2 separate regions of the Mus musculus genome follow, and region 2 is linked to region 1. The links are chromatin contacts, called in public promoter capture Hi-C maps. All regions are on one chromosome and are shown on one strand. The core of a region is the stretch at or near the end of the contact, and the rest is flanking DNA. Distances in the headings are between cores, read along the strand shown.

Region 1 (2,698 bases), core at 60-2,559:
GCTACCTTCAAGTCTGCTATGGAATTGAAAGTGACCTGGAGCTTCCGGTCCTTTCTACCTCCCCGGTGCTGGGATGGCAGAAGTGTGTCCGCCTGCGCATTAGTCATGGTTAGGAATAAAACCCAGGGCTTCAAGCATGCTTGGCAGATGTTCTGCCAACTGAGACACAGCCCCAGTCCCCAAACCACATAGTTTTGAAATACAGGTCACATTTAAAAATAAATCAACCTGGGATGGACGGTAAATTTTGCCTGGGTTTTTGTCATCTCAGCAAAAAAATGGGGCATAGACATGGTTACAGAGGGCACATTCAACCTGCTTCAGAGATCCAGATGTTTTCCAGCCTGTCTGTGTGTGAGCTGTGGATAAGCAACTGGATGCTGCTAATCACGGCCTTTATCTGTTCATTAAACCCAGGAGCTCGACTTGCCCACACTCTTGGCAGCTATGGGCTCTACAAATAAAAAAGTGTTCTCTTTGCCAGGCTCAGGTGGGGCTCCCCCATCTGTCCAAACTACCAAAGTGACACTATCCCTCTAGGACTGGCAGCTTCCCTCCACCCCATCACAGCCACATGGGCAGCTTCCCAAGCAAGGCCTCGCTCTCTGCACACACAGACACTGGAGCCCAAGGGGGAAGTAGATTGATGTCTTCCCTCCACCCCACCCCCCGGGCCCTTGTCCTCCTCACTGGTTCTGGTCCAGGTCCCCAAAGGCGCTGAGATAAGGGAAGTTGCCCCGGATGATCTGAAACTCCTCCTGGGAGATGTGACCGTCCCCATCCACGTCAAAGTTCCGGAACACAGACTACAGAGGAACACAGGAGACCAGGAGAGGGGAGAATTAAAAGGAACCTCCGAGCCCAGTCTATATTATAAAGAGTATCAGAGATGTCTCCCATGCTCCTTTTTGGTCCTGTCTCCCCAGCCCATAATGCAACTAGCTTGCCTGGAGTGGTGCCTGCTGGGGATGGTTAGCACTGGCATTAACAGTGGCTCCCAGGGCAAGGCTCTAGGGAAACCAGCATCACACACCCCTATTCCCAGCAGATTCCCTCGGCCTCCACGCCTCTCACCTCCACCATCTTCTCAATGTGCTCTGCCACCAAGGCTTGGTCCAGCTTAGGCTTGGCAACTGAGGTCCACTCTTCCAACACAGGGGGCCGGGGAGGCGGGGTGCAGCTGGTGGGGCTGGTTGGCTGTGGAAGAGGGTTAGGTCTGAGCCAGGGCCAGAGCAGGAATGAATCTAAGGCTCGAGTAAATGGAAAGAGAGTCTGCCCAAAGCCACCCCAACCCCCAGCATTCCATTGTCAGGCAAGTGTAGTGGGTGGGGTTTTGTCTTTGCATCCTAGGATACTAAAGTGCAGTGATGGGGTGATGGGGAAGGGGCTCCCTTACCGACGACTTGGAGCGTGGCTCTCGCTGCAGTGAGAGCTGGTACAGCTCATCCTCTGTCTGATACTGATCCAGGGACACCTGCGGCGACACACAGGTCTGCTCACACCCTCTGATCCCTGTTCCTCTCTCACACAGGAGTCCCAAACTCAGGGCCACAGGACTACCAGTCTGCCCAGAGCCTGATGTGAGAGCTAGACTCAGGTCAAAGGCCAGCTAGAAAACACCTGCAACCACTTCCGTGCCAGCCGGCCCACAGAGCCAACTTTAAACACAACTCGTTGCCAAAATATCAGCCAAAACGCAGCGTCAGAACCTGGCCTAAAGACCTCCACGAGTTCAAGGTTAGCTTAGGCTTCCTAGTAGGTCTGAGTCGCTGGGCTACCAAGTGAGATCCTGTCTCAAAATCAAAACAAGTAAATACTAAAAGAGCCTCACTCAGGAGCCCAGGGCCATGTTAGAAATCACCCATGTCAGGGCTCAGCGGTTAAGAGCATTGACTGCTCTTCCAGAGGTCCTGAGTTCAATTCCCAGCAAACACACGGTGGCTCACAACCATCTGTTAGGATCTGATGCCTTTTTCTGATGTATCTGAAGACAGCTACAGTGTACTCATATAAATGAAATAAATAAATCTTTAAAAACAAGAAAGAAAGAAATCACCATGGCACCCACAAATCCAAAGGTTAGTCCTGCCTTTCGAATATAATCCACTACCAGGAGCAAGGACCCAGGCCCAGCCTCAGACTAAGCCTATGAACCACATTAACAGCTCCTGAGACCAGACCCTAGGCCCAGGTCTCAGCCCAACCTTGAAATCACATCAGAGTCCAGAGCAAGCCCCAAACAGAGCCCAAGGGAAACCTCAGAACCCAGCAAGCACACAGCCACAGCAGATGCAAATGCAGCCATGCTGCCCAGCCCCTCACCGTGAGCAGGCTCAGCAGGTCGGGGTTGGCTTGTACGGGTGGGCGAAGGCTGGTCACCATGGCCAACTCCTCCAGAATGCAGAAAAGCTGCCTCATCTTGGCTCCATTGAGCCGGGTCCGACCTGGGTCCAGCCAGTCAGGCAGAGCCAGCTGCAGAGCCACTAGATCCTTGAGGTGCACTCCCAGGATAGGAAAGCGGAAGCCCACGCAGGCTGCCAGCCTGCGCCGGTAGTTGCTGTAGTTGCCAGTAGCTGTCACTAGTTCTGTCAGACCTTCCCAGAGCTGGGGTAAGAGGTGGGGGGAAAAGGCAGAGTGTCACTCACCCACACCACTCAACCATCCTCCCACTTCAGCCCTGGAACTGTGGGAAGGGATG
Region 2 (2,698 bases), core at 135-2,634, 860 kb before region 1:
CCCCCACCATACAGGAGACTCACTTTTCCTTGATAGTGCCCCCCAGCTACCCTCCGATAGAAGGTACTAGGAGAGTCATACCCTGCCTAGTCATGGCCATGGGGGGAAGGGGAGGTTAAGAGGACACTTTTAAAGCCCAGGCTAGAGCAAAGTGCTTTGTTCTAACTGGGGGTGGGAGCTTGGAGGGCTGCCCCTAGATCTGGACCACAGCCTTGCAGAGAGCTCGGGGCTCCTCCCCACCACATGAGCTTCACAGCTCCGCATAGAGGTATCTTCCCAGTACCTGGTCCAATCAGACCTCAGTCCCCTGCAAGGCTGCAAGGTATGAGGACCCAATCCATCCAAGAGAGGCATCCTAAGCTCCCTCAACGACTGAGGGCAAAGGGGAGGTGGGTGGTCAAGGGCCCAGCCTGTAGATTTCCTGTGCCGGCAACACCAGGCACGAGAAGGCTGAGGTTGCAATCCAGGAGCGGCAGAAACCATCTGTGGTTCGCAACTCTCCCCCCCCCCTCCTCCACCTTCCATGATCCCTCCCCGGACCAGCGCGCCTTTAACCCTAGGCCACCAGGCTCACCATGAGAGTGCTCCTCCTCGCTGCTGTCATCCTCCGAGTGTGGCTGTCCGCCGTTGGGTGCCGTCTTGGCCCGACTTCGGGACAAGATCCCGGAGCCCGCACTGGGCTTCTCCATTACTGAGGGCATTACCCTACCCGGCAGCCCCGAGGGGCACGGGATCCTTTGGAGAGCGCAGGAGCTTGCCGCGCTTGCCTCGAGTGCTGCGCCTGGCCCGGCCTGGAGGGGTCGCCACTGAGGCTACGAGAGGCAGGAGGTCAGCGTGGCTAGGGTCCGGGAGGTCGGGGCCCCGGAGGGCAGCCCTAACGCTCACTGCGACCCCCACGGGCGAGGACGGCAGAAAAGTTTGTGAAGTGGGGGTACGGGGGAGACGGCGCGGCCGGGGGCACGCTCGCTCCGTGCGCCCCTCGGGGCTGGTTCTCCCCCGGGGAGAGTCGGGGCGCGTTGCCCTCGGGGAGCCCCGGAGCCGCGCCGCGCGCCTGCCCACGCTGTTTGGCCAGCAAGGGCTACCGCGCAGTGGCCGCCGCAGCTGACTCCGCGCCCCTCGGCTGCGCTGAGGATGCCCCGATCCCCAACGGAGGTAACCCTGCCCGACCCGACCCCACGGCAACCACGCCAGCCGGCTGGAGCCCCGGCGGCAGGACGGCGCGCACGGCGTGCGGCGCTGGAGCAGAGTTGCCGGGAGGCGGGCGGAGCGCAGCCGCGGGCGCCGCCTCGCACCCTCCCCGGCGCGCTCGCTCGCCCCGCCGCGCTCGCGCTACCGCCGCTCGCTCGCCCGCTCTCCGCCGCCGCTCGCTCCTCGCGCACACAATGAAGCTGCTGGCAGGGAAGTAGTGCCGGCTGCGGCCTCAGCACCCCTCCCCCAGCCGATGCCTCCGCCAGCTGAACATCTGGCCCTGGGGTGGGAGGGAGGGCCCGGGGGGCGGGGCCTGGGGCCGGGGCTAGACCTCCAGGGGGTGGGGTCAGGACCGGAATGGGGCGCACGTACCCCCCCCAGGGAGCACCCTTGGTGTCTCTGAGTTCTCAGACTTGGCCCTTTTGGGTAGACCCCAGTGCCCCCCAGGAGAAGCCCGGGGTCAGCCCCACCCACAAGCACACCGGTTCCACACACTACTGGGCTCTGGTTACTGTGGCCTGCCCCGGGGGCCCTGAGGCCGCCTGTCCGACCGCCCGGGTGGAGCCCAGCTTTTCCTTCCATTTCCCTTCCTGCCAAGGAACTCCCTGCCCCCCCTTCCGCAGGGGGATCCCCCCCTTCATGCGCCCTTGGGGGCCAAAGCGGATGGGAGGCCGGACAGGCGCAAGATGAATTTCTATAAGAGCCACTGGGCTAGAACCTGACTTCTGCTAGGTCTGTGGGTCCCCAGGGGTCACCCTAGTGTCTTTCAACTGCTGCAGTCTGCACCCAAAACAGTAGTATCAAAGATTGAGGAATGAGTATGAAAGGTAATAGGGCAAGTTCTGGGCTGAAAGGGGCGAGCTCCTCACTGGGTTCACTGTCACCCCAGCTGGAAGCAGCATCCCCCCTCCCCCCGGACAGGCACAGGCAGAGTGACAGACAGGGAAGCGGGTTGGGAGGCACAGACGGAGTTGGGGGAGGGGGTGGGCAGAGACTTTCAAAGCCAGACCCAGCCACCCTGCCAGGCACACAAAGAGCCAGCGCACTCACCGGCAGCAGCTCGAAGCCTGTGAGCTGCGCCTGTGCCCGTCCCCGCCGCCTGGGGCACGTGCTGCAGCTCACACAGGCCGAAGCCCCCGCCCGCTGTCCCTCCCACGGGGAGCCCGGACTCCTGGACACGCCTCTACCCGGGCACACCCGCTATGCCCAGATCGAGCCGAGCCTGCACGCGCACCCTCCTCTCCCTTCCCTTCCTTGGCCACTCTGTAATCAGATTCCTAAATTTAGAAGCAGCCCTGGCCCCAACCGGGGATCCCTGCCCCTACCCACTGGCTGTGGCCGACCGGCCTGGGTCCTGTGGTCAGGCCACGACCTGGCTGGGGCATCCTGTTCCTGGGGGCTCTTTGCCTGCGGCTGGCAGAGTCAGACACGACCCCGCCCGACTTCAGCACTGTCCGGCCACATAGGGCCACCCAGTCAGCGGCCACGTTGCCCGCCACACCTTGGGCCA

The links. Promoter capture Hi-C pulls out the DNA fragments that hold promoters and counts their contacts.
Region 2: a promoter capture Hi-C map of liver shows a contact between it and region 1, with 2.4 times the contacts expected there. A contact is called at or near these places in 3 of 39 promoter capture datasets (liver and pre-B cells), 1 of 484 Hi-C or Micro-C datasets (embryonic stem cells) and 3 of 130 datasets of targeted methods (embryonic stem cells and pancreatic cancer cells).

What each region holds. Positions count from the first base shown.
Region 1 is chr19:6,406,947-6,409,644 of GRCm38.p6, reverse strand. Rasgrp2 (RAS, guanyl releasing protein 2) reads right to left here. Exons shown (of 17, transcript NM_011242.3): 9 at 2,323-2,604; 10 at 1,397-1,474; 11 at 1,075-1,197; 12 at 691-806. It overlaps Gm14965 (a long non-coding RNA gene), which reads left to right. Exons shown (of 3, transcript XR_879495.2): 3 at 1-245. Among named protein-coding and RNA genes, the nearest start is that of Rasgrp2, 7.8 kb to the right of the region's middle.
Region 2 is chr19:7,266,965-7,269,662 of GRCm38.p6, reverse strand. It overlaps Rcor2 (REST corepressor 2), which reads right to left and starts at 1,384. Exons shown (of 12, transcript NM_001320554.1): 1 at 575-1,384. The coding sequence starts at 701.